Regions from separate parts of the Pan troglodytes genome. Here region 1 is linked to region 2. A link is a contact called in public Hi-C data. All regions are on one chromosome and are shown on one strand. The core of a region is the stretch at or near the end of the contact, and the rest is flanking DNA. Distances in the headings are between cores, read along the strand shown. Region 1 holds the start of PRELID1 (PRELI domain containing 1). Region 2 holds the start of NSD1 (nuclear receptor binding SET domain protein 1).

Region 1 (4,432 bases), core at 1,834-4,333, 170 kb after region 2:
GTACCAGAAAGGGCTGCAATAAATTTCCTTCTGGTTGAACAGCAAGTGTCAGCCCTGTTTACAGTTAACACCTGATTCCTCAGAAATATCTGGATCTTCTTTGGGGAAAACTTGGGAGTTTGCTTCCCTTTGTGACCTAGTCCTGAACTTCCTGCCCTTTCAGCAAAAAGTGCTTGGGAAGATTGGGAAAAACATTTAGTACTAGAGTTACTCTTCACTTTCTTCACAATCCTTGGGCTGCATAGTAGTCACCTTATTTTACAGATGAGAAACTCAAGATGAGGATTTAAGTCCCTTTTCTAAATTAGCAGCTGAACTGGAACCAAATCTAGATCCATTAGACCTTTCTGGCTTACAGAACTTAGGACTTTCCTACCATTAACCACATTGTAGGATGTCACTGGGAAGCTCAGGACCTGAGTCACAGGTCTGACATAGGGGCCCAAACATGACAGATGCAGTAGAGCTAGTCAGACCAACCCGTCTCAGGTAGGAATGCTTGACCCTTTTATTTCGAAGCAACTCATGTACTCTTTTCAGCACTCAGAAGGAACTGTGAGCTTTTGTACTACTACAGCCCCAGTATCTCAGCGGTAACCATGGGGAAAAAAGTCTTGTTTTCCAAAGGAAAATGAGAGTTGGGAGGAGCCTTAATATAAGCAGTGAGGCCAGCCGGGTGGCCCCAGAAAGAACTAGGTGTCTTGACACCTAATCCACACAGCAGGGAAAGGGGCTGGGTGTGATTCACAGTGCATTGATTTTATTTACAGATCAAAAGCCACTTAAATAATCTGCAGACACAAGTGCTGTCCAGGGCAGAAGCCTGGGGTCCAAATCAGCCCTTATCCCTCCTCATGCCCACAGTCAGCCCAATGCTGTCTCCGTTCCATGGGCCAGCACAGGCAGGCGCCACTCTGCTGACATGAGGACCTGGGGTAGCTCAGACATTTGACTACCCAAGCCCAGAAAGGAGCTGGGTCCAGCCCTTACGGGGAATTCCTTTAATTCCCCCAGGCCAGGTGAGTGCTGACTCAGTGATGACAACAGCTGTAGAAGTAGGGGTTTGGCTTCTGGCCCAGATCCACGCCCTTGTCCTCTGTCAAAGAGAGAGGTGGCAGCTCAGCACCATTCTGTTGGGATCAGGTAACTCAGGAAAGGGGCTAGATGCTGTGGGCCTAGAGTAAGTCTCCATAAAGGCTGGGGAAGCACACACCTGTCATCACCTGGAAGGCAGCCACACTGACGTAATCCTCTGCCACTTTCTGGAAGAGCTCGTCTGGCAGGAAAAATGATGATCAGCGAGGGCCCAATGCCAGTAGCCCTGGGATCTCCCAGTGACCCAGCCCTCTGTGCCCTATTCAGCTTCCTCTGGTGCCCCTGCATGTTCCTGCTGTGAGGCTCCAGCACAGCACTCACCCACACTCTGGCCTGTCTTGCTGGATGTTTCAAAAAGCTGAGCTTTGATATCTGTAAAGAGAAGTGACTAAAGCCTCATACCTGAGAATTAGATAAACAGACAAAAGGGAGGGCTAGCAGTTCAGGGAGTCTCCTGGACCCCACAGTTCAAGGAGGCCAGGAAGACCTCCTAGAGCACCTTGCCCTGGCAGCCAAGGCAGTCCCTATTTTCTTTGATCCACCCAGACAGCCACACACCCCCACCCCCCAAAGGGCTGAGGAGCAGCTACTGTCTGCATAGTCCTGGACGTCGTGGAAGTCCACACGTCGACGCCTCCGGTCTTCTTCCAGCAGGTCACTCTTGGTGCCACATAAGTAGATTTGGCAACCCTGAGGCAGAAGACAAGGGTCACCTCCACAGGCCAACAAAACCCCAGCCCCTAGTGTTCTAGTGAGGTCTGTTCACCTACCTCCTCTAGGCTGCGCAGTTCCTTCACCCAGAACTTTGCTCGCTCAAAGCTGCTGCTGTCTGTGAGGTCTTGGTGTGCGGCATGCAGGAGACAACCAAGTGGTCAAGGGCTGTTCTCTGGCTAGCCTGGCACCCATCTTTTCTTGTGAGACAACCCAAACCCCCCCCCCCTTACCATAGCAGACGATGGCAGCCTTGGCACCCCGATAGTAGATTCTACTCATGGCCTCATAGCGCTCAGAGCCTGCTGTGTCCTAAAGAGTAAGGCTTGAGTCAAACTTGAGGCCACGTTCTCCAGACCCCGCTATTTTCCAGATAAGGAAACGGGTCTATGAGAAATGGGTCTGTGAGGCCACAAATCAACCAGTAATAGGCAGGACCTACACCTCCTCAGGAATGAGTCTCCCAAGAATAGATGGCCAGGGGACTTACCCAAATACCTAATGTCACAGTCCGGTCTCCGACCGACATCACCTTGGCCACGAAGGCGGCCCCGATGGTCTGCAACGAGAGGGAAGAGATCGGGGCCATAGGTGCAGATTACCGGCCCCCCACTCCCCCGCCCACCGTGCCTGGCCCCTCCGGATGCACTCACGTTCTGATAAGGCCCCACCAGAAAGCGGTCGTGCACGTAGCGCTCCACCAGGCTAGTCTTGCCCACGTACTCCTTGCCCAGCATCACCACCTTGACGTCCACGCGCTGCCCGCTCATGCTCCCGGGGCCGCTTCAGCCACGTCAGGGTCCTGAGCGGGGACGGGAGGCAAACCCCGATCTCCGCTCGGCCCAGGCAGCGCCCAAGCCTCAGACCCCGACCCCAAACGGCGCCAACCTACGACTCCAGACAGCGCGTCGGGCTCGAGCTCTGGCCGTGGCCTTGCACTTCGGCAGCGCCCCGTGTGCCCCCGCTGTTCGGCCCCGGGCGCCGATTATCCTTCGAAGACCCCAAGCCCCGGGGCGGCCTGGGAGCGCGCGGGACAGCGTCCTCAACAGCGCAGCACGCCGCCGTGCAGCTCGCTACTCCGTCATTCGCTCGCCTGCCCGGCTTAAGCTCCGTTCTGGCTGGGAATCCCAACCGAACCTGGGGTCTCCCGCAACCCGGCTCCTACCCGCAGCGCCGCGACTCCCGCGGGAGGGGGCGAGAGGGCGAGGGGGCGGGGCCGCAAGGTCACGTGGCGCGGGCGCCGGAAGCGGTGGCTACTGTGTGGCTGCGCCTGCGCCGGAAGTGGCGCGCGGCCGGACAACTCATGGCGGCGGCGGCGGCAGCTGCTTGGGCGCGGTGCGGTGGTGACTGAGCTACGAGCCTGGCGGCGGGTGTGCGCCGAGCCCCGGCCCGGCCCGGCCCCCGCGTGCCTCCCAGGCTCCGCACCCCTGATGCTGCGCGGGTGCTGAGCCCGCTTCGGCCGGGACGATGGTGAAGTATTTCCTGGGCCAGAGCGTGCTCCGGAGTTCCTGGGACCAAGTGTTCGCCGCCTTCTGGCAGCGGTACCCGAATCCCTATAGGTACGTGGCATTTGGAAGAGCAAAACTTCGCCATCTCGCTATCTGGAGATCGAATTATGGGTAATCCCCAAGTACTGGGACCAGGAAGACTCGATATCGAATCCTAGGTAGACCTTATCGGGGAAGCGGCCAGGCCAGGCCTGCAAGGTCCTGAAGGGAGGTTGAGCCTGGGCGGTGGTTTACTTGAGACCTTAGTGCAAGATTCTTTTCTCAGTGTGGTGAGACAAGAAGAGGCGGCAGTATGGGAGTTGGGAGGGATCTTGGAGTTGGAAATCCTATTTCTCTGCCCGTGGCGCTTTCCTGGGGTGCAATAAATCATGAGGTCCATTCCTGCTAGAAGGCAGGAATCCAGGTCAGTCAGATGGCGGGAGTTGGAATTTGCCCTGGGATGGGCCCTTAACTCTGGTTTGAACCATAGCACATACCACCCTGCAAGGTTACAGGAAGGCGTGGCCTCTCTAGGCCCGGAGCCTCCAAATGGGAATCCCCTCGGGCAGTCTCTTAGGGGCAAGCTTCTGAGGGTCACCTTCACCCTGACACCTGCAGCAAACATGTCTTGACGGAAGACATAGTACACCGGGAGGTGACCCCTGACCAGAAACTGCTGTCCCGGCGACTCCTGACCAAGACCAACAGGATGCCACGCTGGGCCGAGCGACTATTTCCTGCCAATGTTGCTCACTCGGTGTACATCCTGGAGGACTCTATTGTGGACCCACAGAATCAGACCATGACTACCTTCACCTGGAACATCAACCACGCCCGGCTGATGGTGAGACACCTCCTGTGGTGATTCTGCACCTCCCCCTCTCCCCTCCCCCCGAGATAGAGAGCTCCTCAGATACATGTGGCTAGAGAGCCATAAGGCAGCTTTTGTGGCCGGAGGCAGGTCTGGGTTACTGAGGGTTGACAGCTGTAGAGTATGACCTCAGGTTTTCTTCTTTTCAGCTGGTCATCCTCTCTGGACCTGTCTTTTGACTCATTCATACAGTGGGGGAGGGGTACCTATCTTACGGAGTTGTCCTAAGTTCTAAATGCAAAGCGCTCCCATCTGGCATCTATGGCAC
Region 2 (4,015 bases), core at 1,029-3,528:
TTGTGGTCAGTTCCTCTGAAGCCTGGTGTTTCTCTGGGCTCTGCTGGAATCTCTGCCTCTTCCCCTTCTTGCCTGGCTATTCCTGAATATCCTCCAGGACTCTCTCTGGATGTTGCTTCCTCAAGGATACCCCTGAGTTAGTTTCAAGGGCATTCTCAGCTTCTCCAGCACCCTTGGCTTCTCTCTCAGTACTCAGTTCTCTGCCTTGTTATTACCTGTCTGCTTTTTCCACAAGGCTATGACGGGAAGCCCCAAAATATTTATGGAATTAATGAATGAAAAGGGGTGGTTCTAAGACAAAAGAGGTCACTGTACATTGGCCAAATGTCCCAACAGGTATCTATTATATCTCACCAGGGTAGGAATTATCAGTAACCAAGATTTACAGATGAGGAAACTCAGCCCAAGGTAGAGTCCCTCTGCCTGTCATTCAAATTTCTGGGCACCTGTGTGTAAGCACCATGCTGGGCTTTTCACAGGCAGTATGTGTAGGGTGGACAGGCTGAGAGCAAGCACGTGAGGCCCATCATACCAGGTGAGAGTTAAGGTGCTGACACCTTGCATGAGGGCTTAGTCTCTTGGGCCTCAATTCTTCGTAGGGCTGGTGAAGGGTCATAGGAACGACTGTATGTGAAGTGCCCAGGACAGTGTCCAGTACACTAGTACAGACCCAGCAAGTGTTTACCGATTCTTATCTCAGTCCTAAGGATGGGAGTCACAGGCCCAGAAAAGGTCCCTGGATTGAGACAACCAGCCAGAGGAGAGCTGAGTGTACATCCCAGGCCCCCACCCTACAGGGACACAGTCCTCTCCCTTCTGCCCCCACTCAAGGAGTCAGTGTCCTTGTGAGAATCTATGGCGCTGTGGATCTTCTCAACCTAGTGCTGGCACACATGAGATGCTTGGCCAGGGCCTGCCAGATGGGGAGGCTGGAGATGGGTCGGCTGTGATTGAGACCTCTGTGGCCAAGTTTTACTCTAAGAGGCAGGTAAGGCCCTCAGGGGTTATCCCAGAGAAGTCTGAGAGGTTTTCCCTGGGGTCCTGGTCTTCTCCCCCAGACCTGTCAGCAAGCAGTTCATCCCCAGCTGCCAATCTCCTTTTGGCCCTCAGTCTTCCAGAGGAGCTGGGAGGTGGGAGAGAGGGGTTCTGCAGGGCAGTGTTGTTCAGAGGTGAGCTTTGGAAGAAACTGTTGTCTCAACCCTATTTTCACACCTTAGCACCTTTATTTAACTGTCTTTTCCCGAGGCCAGGATCTCATCTTTTGTTTCCCCAGCACTCAGCACACTGCCTGGAATGCAGGAAATGGTTGCTGAATGAAGCGATGAATTACATTTCAGCACTCATCAAGTGCTCAGCCTGTAACTAAGTCTGAGTGCAGGCTGCTAACACTTAGACCTGTACCTTACAGAAGCTTCGCAGCCAGTGCTGTGCATTGGAAGTTGCAGATGGGGAAACTGAGGCTCAGGACTGTTAAGTGACTAGTTCAAGGCAGGTCTCAGGCCCTCAGGATGGTTAGTGGCAAAGTAAAGGACTGGGAGGAACATTGATGAATTGGGGCAATTGGCAGAGGAGTAATTGTCAGTCAAAATGATTGGCTCAAATTATTAGGTGTGAAAAAGGAACCAGTCAGAGCTTGCCTGTTGAGTCGAATTGCCCAGATGGGATTAGCAGGGTGAGTGACCCTAGCAGAACAAAGAGCTGGCCCTTGTAGGTATAGACTCGACTTTTCTCTGGTTGGTCCCAGCACATAGACAACTACCAACCTGACTTTGCACCTGAGAATCTTCAGGGTACCTCAGACTCTTCAACAGAAGGAGCCTCCCTGAGGTCACAGCCCTCTCATCAGTCCCGTTCCAGTGGGCACTTTCCCTCTAACAAAGCCCACTTGCTGTCTTGGCAGGGTCTGCATCCGGCACTTGCAGACATGTGCTAAGGGCCTGTTGACTTGGGAGCCTCCATCACTGGACTGTGGGCCTTGGAGAGCAAAAGGGTAAGAGCATCTCGAGCTCCACGCCTGCTGGGCCAGTCGCTGGGTGAAGGCAGGGGAAGGATGGAGTTTAGCTGGCCAGCACTAATGTCACACAGGGCAACGCCAAAAATGGCCTTTCTCCCAGGTGGGCTCAAAGTTAACAGAAGGCAGTGAGTAAACAGTCCACTGGGGCAATAACTATGCACATTTACTAAGCCATGGGAAGAATAGTAGTCACGTGGCCCTCGAGGGCGGTGCCCTCAGCTTGAGATGGAGTTAACTCCAAATCTAATCACAGAAGGCTTTCTGGAGGAGGCGGAATTTTTATGGCGGCGGGATCCGGCTTTCTCTGAACAGCGAGAAGGCGCTTAGCGCCCTAGGGACCAGGTAACTCGTGAGGTGAGCTTCTTGGTGGGGATCAAGCCCAGGGGGCGACGGAGTCCGGGCTGGGGGAAGGGCCCGAGGGGCTGGAGTCGCAAGTTCAGGCCCAGCTTGGGCTCCCTGTCCCGCCCTTCCGCTGTCTTGGGGGATTGGACGCCACGCGGTCGTGCTAGAGTCGGTGCTGCGGGCCCGGTGCAGGATGCAGGCCGTGAGGCCCCAGGCCGAGGGCTGCGCCAGCGGGCTTGTCCCGGCCAGCCGGGCGGTCCCGTGTCCCGGCGCAGCTCCGCTGGGGTCCAGATGCCCGGCCCTCAGGGGCGAGGCGCGCACTCCCCGGGGAACCGGGCTGCGGAGCAGGCGGCCCGCTCTGGGCGGCGGTGGCACGAGAGGGCCATCTGCCTGGGTGCCGAGAACTGCAGCGTCCGCGGTGCGAGGCGCGGCCCGTCCCGTCCCGGCCCCCAGCCCGGCGCGCACGCACATACCCACGCCGGCCGGCGCCCGCTGCCCGAGCCCCCGTGCCAGGCCCAGACCTTGACTAGGCGCGGGAGGCGGTGCAGGGACTAGAGGACCCCCTCCCCCGGCGTTCCCCTCGCCCCGCCCGAGGCTGCGAGGACCCTTGGGCTCGGGGGTGGTGAGGGAGCTTCGTCCCGGCTGGGCCCGGGCTGGGGACTCGGCCTCCCTGGGCGGGGGCCGCACGGCTGCAGGCCGAGGTGCGGACGCGCTGTCAGGCTGCTGCCCGGCTCGGTGCCGGGGGTGGGCTCAGCGCTGGGGTCGCCTGGCTTCGTTCCCCCGCGGAGGCCACGGCCGGGCGAGCAGTGCCCGGGCGGGTAACCCGACCCGGCTCCCCAGAGCCGCTCACCCCGCACGGCCCGGCAAGGGGAGGGAGAGGGATGGGGGGAGGGGGAAGGGAAGGGGTGGTGGGTGAGGGGCTGTGGGCACCGCAGGGCCGAGTCCCCGGCCCGTCTGCGCTGCTGTAGGGCGGCTGCCCGCGGCACCCGGGACGATCCAGCCTCTGCCTCGCGGGCGTCGAGCCTGAGACAGGAGGGAGCCCTGGGGCTGCACAGGCTTGGCTCAGGGAGGCAGACCCGAGCTGCTGCCTCCATTTTGTTTCCTGCTCAGCTTGGTCTGTGGTGGTGGTGGTGGTGGTGGTGTGGGTTTGGGGTGCGGCCGGGTAGGGGGGTTCACCTGCGGCCGCGTCTGCTCGGGGCCTGAGGCCTCGAAGACCCCAGCCCAAGCCCCCAGGTGAGCCCTGCGGCAGGAGGGGGGTTGCCTTGGCCTCGGGCCGAACCCAGCGGGCTGAGGGCAGGTGCCCAGTGGATGGGGAGCCTGGGCTGTAACCTAAGATGGAGGCCGGGACTGACGCGGGCCCGAGCAGGGCTGGCGGGACGATCGGACAGGCCTCAGCCGCGCCAGGTGCCGCCTGGGTTGGGGTTCGAGACGCGTAGGGTGCGGGAGCCGTGTGCGGCCCGAGGCCAGCGCCGTGCCCCGAGGTAGGTGAGGGGATCGGAATGCCACCCACGACGCCCGCAGGCCCCGACACTCCAAGGAGGCGCGCGAGGCCCCTGGGGAGCCCGCCTCAGGCCCCGCCCGGGCAGCCGGGCCGGCCCGTAGGCCCCGGCCGCGAGCGGGCGCGCAGGGGGAGGGGAGGGGGCGGCAGCGGCAGCTCCG

Evidence for each region. Hi-C and Micro-C count contacts between places; a contact is called where the count stands out from the background.
Region 1: a Hi-C map of stem cell-derived neural progenitor cells shows a contact between it and region 2, with 2.7 times the contacts expected there. The contact joins the promoter of PRELID1 here to the promoter of NSD1 in region 2. A contact is called at or near these places in 2 of 7 Hi-C or Micro-C datasets (induced pluripotent stem cells and stem cell-derived neural progenitor cells) and 1 of 1 datasets of contacts at active chromatin or transcription factors (stem cell-derived excitatory neurons).

What each region holds. Positions count from the first base shown.
Region 1 is chr4:174,923,334-174,927,765 of NHGRI_mPanTro3-v2.0_pri, forward strand. PRELID1 (PRELI domain containing 1) reads left to right here and starts at 3,084. Exons shown (of 5, transcript NM_001251903.3): 1 at 3,084-3,365; 2 at 3,912-4,137. The coding sequence starts at 3,274. RAB24 (RAB24, member RAS oncogene family) reads right to left here and starts at 3,045. Exons shown (of 9, transcript XM_009450225.5): 1 at 2,695-3,045; 2 at 2,460-2,608; 3 at 2,297-2,365; 4 at 2,040-2,118; 5 at 1,866-1,933; 6 at 1,686-1,785; 7 at 1,417-1,467; 8 at 1,214-1,276; 9 at 739-1,096. The coding sequence starts at 2,576. The coding sequence ends at 1,032.
Region 2 is chr4:174,749,695-174,753,709 of NHGRI_mPanTro3-v2.0_pri, forward strand. It overlaps NSD1 (nuclear receptor binding SET domain protein 1), which reads left to right and starts at 2,279. Exons shown (of 24, transcript XM_054684820.2): 1 at 2,279-2,368.